Linked DNA regions of Zea mays: region 2 is linked to region 1. The links are chromatin contacts, called in public Hi-C maps. All regions are on one chromosome and are shown on one strand. Each heading gives the region's core, a stretch centred on a gene start, on an enhancer-like site or on the middle of the called end of the contact. The rest is flanking DNA. Distances are from core to core; before and after follow the strand shown.

Region 1 (7,241 bases), core at 4,177-6,676:
CGCACTTGGTTCACCAAGGTTTTGAGCCGGTTGTACATATCTTGTGGCTCCTCCCCTTGGCGAAGACGGAAGCGACCGAGCTCCCCCTCGATCGTTTCCCGCTTGGTGATCTTGGTGAGTTCATCACCCTCGTGCGCGGTCTTGAGAAGGTCCCAAATCTCCTTTGCATTCTTCAACCCTTGCACCTTGTTGTATTCCTCCTTACTTAGAGAGGCGAGGAGTATGGTTGTAGCTTGAGAGTTGAAGTGCTCGATTTGGGCCACTTCGTCCGTATCATAATCCTCATCCCCTATGGATGGTACCTGTGCTCCAAACTCAACAACATTCCATATACTTTTGTGGAGTGAGGTTAGATGAAATTTCATTAAGTCACTCCACCTAGCATAATCTTCGCCATCAAAAGTTGGCGGTTTGCCTAATGGAACGGAAAGTAATGGAGTATGTCTAGGTGTACGATGATAGTGTAAGGGGATCTTACTAAACTTCTTGCGCTCTTGGCGCTTAGAAGTTACGGACGGCGCATCAGAGTCAGAGGTCGATGTTGATGAAGTGTCGGTCTCGTAGTAGACCACTTTCCTCATCCTCTTGTGCTTGCCGCCTTTCCGATGCGACTTGTGGGAATAAGATTTTTCCTTCTTCTCTTTGTGGTGTGAAGAAGAAGATCTTTTCTCCTTCCGTTTGGAGGAGTCCTTCTTCTTTTCCTTCCTCTTGGTGCGGGACTCTTCCGATGAAGTGCTCCCTTGGCTCGTAGTGAGCTTGTCGCCGGTCTCCATCTCCCTCTTGGTGTGATCTCCCGACATCACTTCGAGCGGTTAGGCTCTAATGAAGCACCGGGCTCTGATACCAATTGAAAGTCGCCTAGAGGGGGGGGGGGTGAATAGGGCGAAACTGAAATTCTCAAAAACAATCACAACTACAAGCCGGGTTAGCGTTAGAAATATAATAGAGTCCGCGAGAGAGGGTGCAAAACAAATTGCAAGCGAATGAAGAGTGAGACACGTGGATTTGTTTTACCGAGGTTCGGTTCTCGCAAACCTACTCCCCGTTGAGGAGGCCACAAAGGCCGGGTCTCTTTCAACCCTTTCCCTCTCTCAAACGGTCCCTCGGACCGAGTGAGCTTTCTCTTCTCAATCACTTGGAACACAAAGTTCCCACAAGGACCACCACAAGATTGGTGTCTCTTGCCTCAATTACAAGTGAGTTTGATCGCAATGAAAGAATCAAGACAGAAAGCACGATTGCAAAAGCCAAGCGACAAGAGCGACAAATAACACACAGATCACTTTCTCTCTCAAGTCACTAATCACTAATGATCTCTTTTCTCAATTGTGAAACTTGGAGAGATGGAGGCTTTGAATGTGTCTTGGAATGGATTGCTAGCTCTTGTATTGAATGTTGAAGGTTGGAATGCTTGGGTCCTATAAATGGAGGTGGTTGGGGTTGTATTTATAGCCACCAACTACTTCCTAGCCGTTACTCCATTCTGCTGAGCGCGGACGGTCCGCCCGCCAGGTCCGGACGGTCTGCCCCTGTAGATCAACGGCTGAAAATGTAACGGTCAGCAGTAACGGCTATATTGCATTTAATGCGTCGTCAGATGTCAGACAGACCTAGTCGCGGACGGTCCTTCGTGCACCCCGGACGGTCCGCGAGGCCGCTATAATTCATTTTTCTGAACCCGTTACCTTCGGGTTTTTCGGTTTCTCACCTACCGGACGGTCCGCGCCTGAGCCCGGACGGTCCGCGCACGGTCTCGGACGGTCCTTGCTTTTCCTTCGGACGGTCCGTAGTGCATACTTGGATTTTTGCATTGGTTTTGTCCGAGTGTCATCCTGGTGTTGCGGACGGTCCGCCGCAAGGGCCCGGACGGTCCGCGCTTGGCCTGTTTTTCCAAAAAGCTTCTCCTATCCGGAATAATCTACGGTATTCCGGACAGTCGATTTAGTATAGTTGTAGATGAACCTTTGACACCTGTAGAACATATAATCTAGAGCAAACTAGTTAGTCCAAATATTTGTGTTGGGCAATTCAACCACCAAAATTAATTAGGAACTAGGTGTAAGCCTAATTCCCTTTCAGTCCTCCACCCCTTTTCAGGGACCGATGAGGAGGAACGCGGCAGCGCTGCATCCGGAGCTGCTACAGCTGGTGGAGCTTGCCCCGGGCGCGCTTCGTGAGAACTCCATCGTTGATGTGTTGTATTCACAGTGGCTCGTGCTACCCGAGACGACCAAGCTGGTATCCCTTCAACGCGCCCTTTCGCCTCCTCGCTTGCTGCTTTGGTTTGTGATTAAATTTCCAAGAACTCTAAAACACTTCGTTTCTAGATCGTTGGTTACACTGCCTAGTGCGTCGTCCACATTGTCTGTGTCGACTGTTTGCAGGGCTATTTATGGCCTATTGGTCTAAAGTGAATAGGTTTCCGTTGTTTGCTGTTTAGGCGCTCGATTGAATCTGAGCAACGAGGATGCCAAGATGTCGACTGACAGTGTGTGGGTTTGTTGTGTGTTAGCAGAAGTTATGTGTTTTTGTGGCTGGATGGGGCAGATTTGGGGGTTTGGCAGTTGTGTGAGTGCAAAACCTGAAAAGGAGTAGGTGGGTTTCTTATGATTAACAAATTATTGTGATTTATGAATGGATGGTGTTGTATGATGAAGTCTGGACTCTAGAGATGTCTCACTTGTTCTTACTAATTTAAGTTTGTGATTTGCAATGTTTTATGGTTGTGTGTCTCGTTAGTTTGGTACTATGTCATCTGAGATGTAATGCCAAGTTTTTTTAGTTTTTATCCCTTGTCAGTCAGGTTGTTGTGTGCCACTAGCATTAAGTAGAGAATAGCTCAAGGACAAGTACTTGTATTAAAATGCTAGGCCCTTTTAGTTGCAGGATTCATATGGGGGTTCATGACGAAGTGATGCTTATGTTGCTGTTTGTTTTGCTAATACAGTTGGGATCCACTGCAATTGGGTTGAAGACGAAGGATGGTGTTGTTCTCGCCATTGAGAAACGTGTGACCTCACCACTGCTGGTACTGAGTCACTTCTTATCTGGTCATAATGTTAAATGATATGGCTGCAAACATCAGGATATTTAATTAAGAACATTGCTTGCTGGCGAAAGTTATTTTTATATGATTATTCTATTAGTTGGTCTATGATTGAATTTTCATATTTCTTGTACAAGATTTATCTTTAGGTGGCTCCTCTTTCACACAGTTGTTATTTTGTTGGTGCAGCCCCGCACTCTTGCACTTTTTTTTGCAATATATTGTACCCCATCGGATGGAGTCTTCATGCAATTTTGTGGCTTGATTACATGAGTACTTTTATTTTTCTTATTTCCATCTTTTGTGTATCTGTGAATTAATCGATAAAGGCATCGATATGAGTATATGACTCTCGTTACCAAAGCCTAATAAATAGAAAAAATAAAGAATAAAGGATCTAATTCATCTAAAAAGGAGACATAAGATAGGTTTATTATAAAATATAATCGCATATCATCTGAAATTATAGGTTTATTGTTATCAAAAATAAAATCAGACCTTCCTACATTTCTTTGGGCCTGGATTGAGCAATGCTTCCTTTGCATATAACACACTTACACACATTGAGGTTGATGATAGTATATGTATTGTTTATTTATCGTTGCATCCTAACATTTCATCCAATATTTGTATGTTGTTGCAACACACGAGTATTGTACTGTCATATATAGAAGTTTGTATGATATTGCAATATAGTGGTGAAATAACAATTAAAATAACAAAATTTATGTATGACTAGGATCACAAATGGATTACGAAACATTTTCTTATAATGGTATAACACATATTTTTACATGAGTTATCGTGTTATTATATGTTATCATGGTATTATATGTTCCGTTGCAACGCACGGGCACTTCTCTATTATATTATTATGTTTTCTCTAGGAAATGTGTGGTTTTGACGAAGAAGCGAAGTCATATAAGGATCCTAGCGCGATAGAGTTGATAAAAACATAAAATAATTGGCCTCAAATGAATTATTACATCACACTTTGTAAATTTGTAAGTCAGAATTCCTTTGATCTATATAGTTAAATAAATTGTGCAAACATATAATTCTAATGTCTCATGGTTTGCAGGTTCTTATGCCATGGAGATACTCTACAGGCTATGTACTTTTCGTATTAATCATGCAAACAAATTTGTGTCTGTGTTTAATTTCACACCTACTCCAGAATGGTGCAAAGATATACCACTAAAAAGATTTTGGGAAACTATTCTTCTTATTTCGAAGAAATATAAGGTTACATACGGTGTCAAACGTATTGGATGGTCACATGACATTTATATGTGGTGACATTCAATTCGATCTGATGCTCCAATCGAATTAAAAGGGTAATTACTTAAAATTATTATGTCATATATATAGATGTTATGTTTATAATTTCATAATATAACAAAGTTGGCAACTTTTTCAGTCTTAATACTGGTCATTTTGCTCTGCACATTATGGAGTGGTGGGACAGTGGTTTAAGAGCGCAACTTAGTATGGTGAGAATAATAGCATATATGTAATTTGTAGTTAAGGATAATATTACTTATAACATTTCTTTACATGATGGTGCGACTCTGCGTAGGAATTTATTTATTGATCTGTTGACATACGAGAGGAACACTTCGATTTAACAGTCCTGGAAATATACAAGAGTACCTTGATCGTATTATGGAAAAAACTAGATGAAATAGATAGTTATGCTTATGTTTATTTTATATTTATTGATTTTGAATTTTTGCCATTAAATCTTCTTGTTAAATTTTATATAATACACTATCAGGTGAGTGTCCGTGCGTTACAGGCCTGAGTTTCTCTTTGATATCATTCCGGATGGCTTGTGGATATTGTCATCCATCTCATAATCGTATAACACATATTTGTATATATAAGTTATCGAGATATTATATGTTCCAGATGCAATGCATGGACACTGACCTATCTTATATAATACACTAGGTGAGTGCACGTGCGTCACAGGCCCGAGTTTCTCTTCGATGTCATCTCGGACAGCTCATATATGTCATCCTTTATCTCATAATTATATAACACATATGTGCATATATAAGTTATTGAGATATTATATGTCCCCGTTGCAACACACCGATACTGACCTAGTATTTAAATAAGATGAACGGCAAAGGAATTATTTTAACCGAGAAAATAACTCATACGGCCTGCATAATTACTCGGGAATTCTACTTAATTACACAAATGTTTGGCTGAGTTTTTAGGGTTCAGTCGGGTCCACTAAAGCGTGGCCCAACAGCCTGTGGGACCAACACGGCCCATACCCGCCTTCCAGAAGATTCGTCTACGCCTTCTCCCTGGAAAATTGCTTAGGGTCGCACAGCACAGACCGGAAGCACATCGCCCACCCACCCGCTGCGTCCCGCTCACCAAGTCACCACTCACCAGCCTTGCTGCGCGCGTCCTCCCACCCGCCGCCCGTAGCCATGGTGAGCCTTCTCTCCCGCCGCCCGACCTGTGTGCTATCCTATCCTATTCGTATCCCGTACTGACGGCGTCGACGCGCGGATGGCTGTGGCAGTCGGTGACGCTGCACACGAACCTGGGCGACATCAAGTGCGAGGTGTTCTGCGACCAGGTGCCCCGCACGGCGGAGAACTTCCTGGCCCTCTGCGCCAGCGGCTACTACGACGGCACCGTGTTCCACCGAAACATCAAGGGCTTCATGATCCAGGGCGGCGACCCCACCGGCTCCGGCAAGGGCGGCTCCTCCATCTGGGGCACCAAGTTCGCGGACGAGTTCAGGGAGTCCCTCAAGGTTGGTTGGTCTTCTTTTCGGTTGATGATTTGGTTGGGTCTTTCTGCCCTCTGCTCTGTGTCTGACGACGAAACGAATTTTTGTTTTGCTGGGTGGTGCAGCACAACGCACGGGGGATCATGTCGATGGCCAACAACGGGCCCAACACCAACGGCAGCCAGTTCTTCATCACCTACGCCAAGCAGCCGCACCTCAACGGCCACTACACCGTCTTCGCCAAGGTCATCCACGGCTTCGAGGTCCTCGACCTCATGGAGAAGGCGCAGACCGGCCCCGGGGACAGGCCGCTCGCCGAGATCAGGCTCAACCGCGTCACCATCCACGCCAACCCGCTAGCCCTCTGAACTACTACTGCCTTCCACCTGCTCCTGCAGTCCTGTCCCGTGGCCTTATTAATTACTATTATTACTCATGGAAATCAGGATGAGGAGAGTAATTTCGCGAGGACACTTTTGATTGATTTTGAAACATGGATCTGTAGCTCTCTAAACACTTGTAGTTGTAGAGCTCTAAAAAAAACTTTAGATTCTCATTTCTGAACAACTTCAGATTTGCGAGTTCTGTTTCTGGGTATCCTAGAGACTATAGTTCTGCGAATAATTCAGCAGCAGACACCACCTTTTTTGTGTATCTGTCTGGATTTCTGGAACGTCGGCTTCAGATCAACGGCGGCCATGATACTGAAGCCAACTATATACAGTAGACCTTCAACTACCACCACTCGACTCGAATCCAGATGTCAAACTGTACAGCTATCACGCGACGAATACTTCTGAGCTACAATTACACATGGATTCTCGCGGACTTCAGCACTCCAGCTCGCGAGCACAGTTTACTAGTCCAGCACAATGGAGGGGAGAACCTACAACGCTGTGGTTTCATGAACGCAGAAGTGCTCCATCCACTACAAACCAATGGCATTACAGAGCATAGCAAAAGAGAGGGTTTAGGGGATGCAGGGCAAGGCGACGTTTGTGTGATCTCTCCCCCCTTCCAGGCTCAGGCTTCAACGTGGCCGCCGGCTGGCTACCGGATGGTGATGTACCGGTTCGTGCCATGCTTGGCCCAGTGGTCCTTGAGGTCCACCGGAGTCGAGAGGTCATGACCTTCTGCTGCCAGCCGGCTGAGCAGCTTCGCGAACGCGCCCCCGCTCATCTTCCTTCCCCCCATGCGAGCGTGGCGCCTGTTGGGCATCACCGGGAGCGGGTGCATGGACATGTTCATGGTGCAGCAAGACGACTGCCACCCACCACTGCCCCATTTGTAGCATTGGTGGAGCTCCCCTGTGCATGAGCAGGCAGGCGCGGGCATGGTTGACTCGTCGAACACCACCTGGTTCAGGCCGAGATCCTGGTCCTTCCACTCGTTCTTCATCACAGAAGCGCGGGCTGAATCTCCTGCTCCACCAGTAGT
Region 2 (6,523 bases), core at 3,492-5,991, 310 kb after region 1:
AGATCTACGGTCCAAGTTGCACAACTAGTGAAAGATCAAGTTGATAGCCTTTAGTGTATCTTAGATTGATCAGTGGATGGTGGTTTTTTTGTATTTTATTTTTTTCTTTTCCAGTGTGTTTTCGGTCCTATGGATTATCTTATTTTTTTCATAATCTAATACAATGAAGAGGTAAGTCTTTTGCCGTTTCCTTTTAAAAAAGAGTGTAATTCAATTCCAACGAAGAATTAAGTGATTTTTATTTTCTAAGAGAAATTATTTCATTTTTTTCTTTGGAAAAACATGTATACATGAGAAAAATAGAATTGCCAAATTAGCCTTAAGGATGTATTTGGATTTTCTGACTAAAATTAAGTCTGTGTCACAACGAATATGTCAATTATGAATATTAAATATATGTTTAATTAGATTTAATAAATTTATCTCGACATATGTGGAATTAGTTTTATAATTATCTATATTTAGATTCGTAATTGTTATTTAAACATTCGACATCACGTGTATTAATCTTTTGGCGGAACCAAACACATACTCCACGGACGCTGCCGCCTGCCGCCGCCAACAGTGCCGGGCGTTTCCTCTGACCGAGCACGCCGAGCCGTCCGCCGTCCGCGGCGGAATTTATACGCTTCTGCTGTACCGCTGCCACCGGCATTTATCTCGTAGCGGGATACTCCTCTGTCGTCTCCTCTGACGAGACTGTCTTCGTCTCGTAGCGGGTAAAGGATCGGCCGCGTACGGCGGAGTGCTAGCAGATGCGTCGCGTCGAGGAGGGCACGGCCAGCCGGGCTGCAAGGGGAGGAGCAACGCTGCAAGCCTGCAACGGACGAAAAAGGGCTCGCGTGTAAGCTTGCTCCTGCACACAGAAAAGAAGCAGCACCAGCAGCAGACGGCAACGCTGCTTCGGTGTCAAACGATCGCGTGTACTCTGTACAAGTAGTAGTATGAGACTGAGTGTAGCAGTACCATCGGATTCTAGTTTTTGAAACCGAGCAAAATTTGTCCCAAACCGATGGCGTTCGGTGGTGGTGCTGGGCGGGGCGACCTCACCTCGAGACACCCAGGACCTCATCTATCTCGGTGCGTGCGACCGCTGCCTGCACAGTGCACACCTGATGGAGGAGTTTGTACTTTGTAGTGGGCAGCGCCACGGAATGGAAGAAGAGAAGCCGACAAGCAGCGCGCATGCTGTGCGTGCCTGCCTGCCTGGTCGCATCGGATTCCTGCGCGCGCCTTCCGAGGCAGCGGAGCCTGCCCGGGGGAGGGGACGGGGAAATTACGCCCGTGCCCGCTGCCAGATGGACAAAGGCCACGCGCCCGGCGCGACGACGTGGGTCCGACGCCGAGAACAAGTGCAAGGGCCACATCGTACTTTTCAGATAAAAAAATGCCTTCACTAGTCTTCTCTTATTATAACACATTGTTTATTTGGTCTTATTTCATTTTATTTCTAATACGAAATTAACTTAAAATGACAAGTATTTGTAATCTAAAATTATGATATTTAAAACCGTCAAGAAAAATATTAAAGTTCCCATGTATGATGCAATCCGGAAAAAATAGTTTTGGTCATGGTAAAGAAATAGAAAGTATACTCGTATGCATAATTTAAAAAGTTAGATTTTGTTGTGCAGAAAACTCATATTCCTGGTATTTGTTCCATATCGTTTTTAAGTTAATTTCAGATTAAAAATAAAAAGAAACAGGACCAACTATATAAGAGGTGCTAAAATGCGAGAGTAATTACATTAATGAGGGGTGTTTTCTATATGTCTTTACTAACTAGAGACATTTTCTAGATGGTCAAGTTAATGAGTGGCATCAGTCAAATTTTCTCGACGTCGGCCGATATTCTTTCCACTTGCATTACCTGCCGAATTTGGTCCGCTATAGATCCAATCAACTGACTAACAATCAATCATAAGTAGGTCTTTAGATGCTTATTTTAGATCATTGTTTTTGCTCTTTGTAATTATTTAAACTATATTATATAATCTAATATGATTATCTAAACTAGATTATATAACTGTGTAAATAAACATATCTAATACGATTATTTAAACTAGACTATATAATCTATATAAAATAAGCTAGATTATATACTTATGTGAGAAAAGAGACATGTCTTAAGGCCATGTTTAATTTCTTTAGTCATCTAGCTAAACTTTAGTCACTAAAGTACCCTATTTTGCCAATGGCTAAACATGACTAAAAATCATTAATTATATCATCCCTATTCAATAGGGCACATGAAGGAAGGTGAGAGCAGATATAGTAAATATTATTTTAGTCACTTTTAGTTACCTTTCGGTAACTAGAGGACTAAAATTTTGGATGAGACTTTTAAGGTCTGTTTGGTTTGAGAGGCTAAAGATTAGTCCCTCCATTTAAGTCACATTTAGTTTCTAAATTGCCAAACGGTAGGACTAAAACAGGGATTAAACCGCTTTAGTCCCTAGTCCCTCAAGATGTGGCTAAAAGGGACTAAATCATATTAATTTCACATTTGCCCCTCATTTAGTTCAATTGTACTAATAGCAGGAGAATGTTAAAGACCATTTTAATCTTCTTATGAGTCATTTAGTATATTATTACTAATTTTAGTCCCTAGAATCAAATATGTTAGGGACTAAACTTTAGTCCCCTAACTAAACTTTAGTCCCTAGACTAAAGAAACAAACATGGCCTTAGGGACCGTTTGGTTTCTTTAGTTCAAGGACTAAAGTTTAGTTAAGAGACTAAAGTTTAGTCCCTACCTTGTTTGTTGTAAGGACAAAAAATATTTAAAACGTATTAAATGGATCATAAGATGACCAAAATACCCCTAAATATTCTTCCACTCTTAGTGCAACTGAAATAAATGAGGAGTAAAAAGTGGAATTTATATGGTTTAATCTCTTTTAGTCACCCCTTGAGGGACTATAGACTGAAACAATTTAGCCCTTATTTTAGTCCCACCGTTTGGCAAATTAGAGACTAAATGAGACTAAGGCCCTGTTTGGTTTCAATTAGTCCTAGGACTAAACTTTAGTCCCTACATGTTTGGTTGTAGGGACTAAACATATTCTAAAGTCATAATAGTAGCTGCCCGAAGACTCAAATGCCCTTGGAACACTAGAAGACTGTGTGCAACCGTGCGAGAGAGACTAGGGATAGGTTTGGATAACGGGATAATTATGAGCATTTAGTCTCTTTTAGTACCTATGTGCAAGACTAGAGACTAAATCATTTTAGTCCATATTTTAGTCCTAATGTTTGGCAAAAAGGGACTAAAAATTAGAGACTAATCTTTAGTCCCTCTAACCAAACGCCCCTTAAAATAGAGAGACTAATCTTTAGTCCCTCAAACCAAACGAGTCCTTAGTCACATTATTTAATATTTTAGTTAAAGTGACTAAAGTTTAACCAAACGGAGACTAATAGCAGCTAACCAAATTAATTGTTGTTCTTAGCTGGGTGCTAGGTAAAACATGAGTTGACAGTCTCAATAAAACCTCAGCTGTTCATACCAGGTTATCACAATTCATTGCTACAGTGCTACTTCCTTTTAATTCTAAATCACGTGTTTCAGTTTTTTTTCTAAAAATAAATATTAGTTTTACTATATTTCTAAACGTAACAATTGTACAAGTGCATATAATATGATTTAGCATGTAATATGCAAAATAGATGTACTCCTACTACTTAATTATGTGAAAAAATACCAGAGACCTACTATACAAAATTGTTGTCCATATAATCAGACCATATGATATAAGGCAGGGTTTGGTTTGCCAGACTAAAGAGTAGTCTCTTTATTTTAGTCTCATTTAGTCTCTAAATTGACAAATGGCGAGACTAAATAGGGACTAAATTATTTTAGTCTCTAGGTCACGTTTAGTTTGAGGGACTAAAGATTAGTTCCTCTATTTTAGTTCTATTTAGTCTCTAAATTGCAAACGGCGGGACTAAAATAGGGACTAAACTGTTTTAATTTCTAGTCTCTCAAGTGGTAACTAAAAGGGACTAAACCATATAAATGTCACCTTTTGCCCCTCTTTTATTTAAGTTGCGCTAATAGCGGGAGAATGATAATAGATATTTTAGTCCTTTTATGATTCATTTAATGCGTTTTGAATACTATTAGTCCTTAGAACCAAACATGGTAGAGAATAAACTTTAGTCTCATAAATAAATTTTAGTCCCTGTACTAAAGTAACCAAACGGGCCTCTAGTCTCTCAAGGGGTGACTAAGGAACTAAATCATATTAATTCCACTTTTACCCCTACGTTATTTCAGCTGCACTAATGACCGGAGAATGCTAAGGCATATTTTTGTTTTCTTTTGATTCATTCAATACGTTCTGAATACTTTTAGTTATTAGAACCAAATAGAGTAGTGACTAAACTTTAGTCTCCTAATTAAACTTTAGTTTCTAGATCAAAGGAACCAAACGGGCATCGTATAGTAGTTGGTAAGTTTGATTATTGTATCAAAGGAAAAAAAAAACAAATCAACCATAAATCAATAACTTCCCAATACCTACCCTTGCCTGGTGCCATTTGTTTCCTTGACCGGCAGGTACTGTGCACGATTCTACCGTACGCGCTTTGCTCTGCAATCTGCATTCTCCTGCGCCGGCTGCCGAAGTGGACCCAACCGAGAAAAACGAAAACTACAGGGAACTATGCGTAAAATTGCTCACCCTGCACCAGGTCAAATCCTGCGCACGCCGAGACCCGAGGCCCGTGCCGACCCTCCGCATTTCAAATTCCCTCGGCTTTCCCTTCTCCCTTCGACCGATCCTCCGGCCAGGCCAGCCTTCAAACACCTCGCCGACGCCGCCGTGCCCGTCCCGGCGCGGACGGGCGCTAGAGGCAGGTACCCCGTCCTCCCCGCATGGACAGCGACGACGAGGAGATGTGCGACGCCGCCTCCTCCGCCCCGTCCTCGCCCGCCGCCGGCGGCGGGGTGGGAGAGGGGGAGGAGGAGGAGGGCGGCGTAGATGACGGCAGGCGCGGGAGCGAGGGGGTGGTGATCATGGAGGTCACGTGGTTCCAGGTGGACCTGGACTATGAGTTCGACGCGCCCAGGTGGTTCGACCTTGCCCAAGAGGAGGCGCCGCTGGATGCCGCTGCGGCGCAAGAGTGGTTCACCTCCGCCCCCAGCTACCCGCCCTCTCGTGCGTGCTCTCCTCTCCCTCGCCTCGCGATTTCTAGTTCTAGCTTTGTGTCTTCGCGCGCGTCGGACGACGATTCGGGGTCATACGTGAACGGGGGTCGTCCCGTGCGAGTGCGATCGACTATTGCGTTTCAAATGGGGTGCTCCAGCACTCCTCCTCCGATATGTGTTAGCGTAGGTTTAGTGGGTGGATTCGATGCATTTAGGAAACGGGCCATTTCGCGAGGTTTTTTTTTTGTTCTTCTTAGTATTAGTCGTTTTGTCCAACACGTAAATGATCGTTACGGAGTCGTTATGGGTGATGTATTCAAGGGTAGAATGGATAGACATGCGCCATTTTGGTCCAGTGTTGAATTTGCCCCCATGTTAAGTTCATTGACTGTTAGGAATTTTGTGAGAGGCTGACTGTTTCTCAATGTTTGGCTATCATGGTCAAACTTGACCCATCTGGGATTAGTTTCCGTGATTAAAATGTTTGAATGGAGGTCTCCAGTTTCTAGTTATTAAATCGGTGTAGACATATAGAGGAGCTTGATCGCCAAAAGTCCAGAACCAGAGTATTACCTTGACACGAGAAGAAATAAAAGATACAGAGTGAATGCGGACTACAAAAAAACCTCGGGGGATCATATTTGCCTGTGGTCATATCACTTATTGTTATCGTATCAGTTTCATAGTGATGCCAGTTATGTGGTTGAGAAGTTGGCTGCTAGTTAAAATGGAAGAAGCTCTTTAGATATTACAGATAAAAACGATATAGCTGAGGGGGGAGCAGTGTATCACCACATCGGACTTTTACGTGGTTTCATGAGTATAGCTACTTTCCATTTTTTGGTAACACTGTCTGATGTGGAGAACAGTGATGCTTACGTCTTATAGAGAGTAGTTCAAAATGACTTATTTTTTCTCCATGATTGAGTACAGTGATATTGAAATGCAAAGTCATGGAAACTCGCAATGATAATTGTTAACGAATTCCTTGTACATAAAATGTTTTACATGTTACTTTATTTTTTCTTCCTATTGCTTGTAAATATGTCACTAACCTTTTATCTTTTTTGTTTCTGCAGCCTTAATTGCTAAGATGTTAGCTGAGGATCTTGGGTTACAAACCATTAGAAGCATTGCAGATACAGATGATCTGCATTGTTCTACAGCTTCTCACGAATGTTCTAGTGGCATGGGACCAAAAATCCGTCAGCTTGAAGGTATTGGAAATCTTAATTCTAGCATTGAACCTGAAGTTCACTATTCCGTTTCTAATCTGCTAATCGATTTGATGATTCTCATTTATATTGCATTTTACTAAATAAGAGGTTGAATAAGTGTGTATGGGCTTCGTTGGTTCATGTTTGTGTGTTA

What was found. Hi-C and Micro-C count contacts between places; a contact is called where the count stands out from the background.
Region 2: a contact with region 1 is called in a Hi-C map of leaf, with 4 times the contacts expected there. The contact joins the promoter of LOC100277115 here to the promoter of LOC100280578 in region 1. A contact is called at or near these places in 8 of 25 Hi-C or Micro-C datasets (bundle sheath, ear, endosperm and 4 more).

Annotation. Positions count from the first base shown.
Region 1 is chr9:25,645,342-25,652,582 of Zm-B73-REFERENCE-NAM-5.0, forward strand. LOC100280578 reads left to right here and starts at 5,427. Exons shown (of 3, transcript NM_001153497.2): 1 at 5,427-5,499; 2 at 5,592-5,828; 3 at 5,930-6,347. The coding sequence starts at 5,497. The coding sequence ends at 6,172. It overlaps LOC100273963 (BBR/BPC transcription factor), which reads right to left. Exons shown (of 3, transcript NM_001148350.1): 3 at 6,472-7,241. The coding sequence ends at 6,855.
Region 2 is chr9:25,956,390-25,962,912 of Zm-B73-REFERENCE-NAM-5.0, forward strand. It overlaps LOC100277115, which reads left to right and starts at 4,742. Exons shown (of 15, transcript NM_001150775.2): 1 at 4,742-5,162; 2 at 6,232-6,369. The coding sequence starts at 4,880.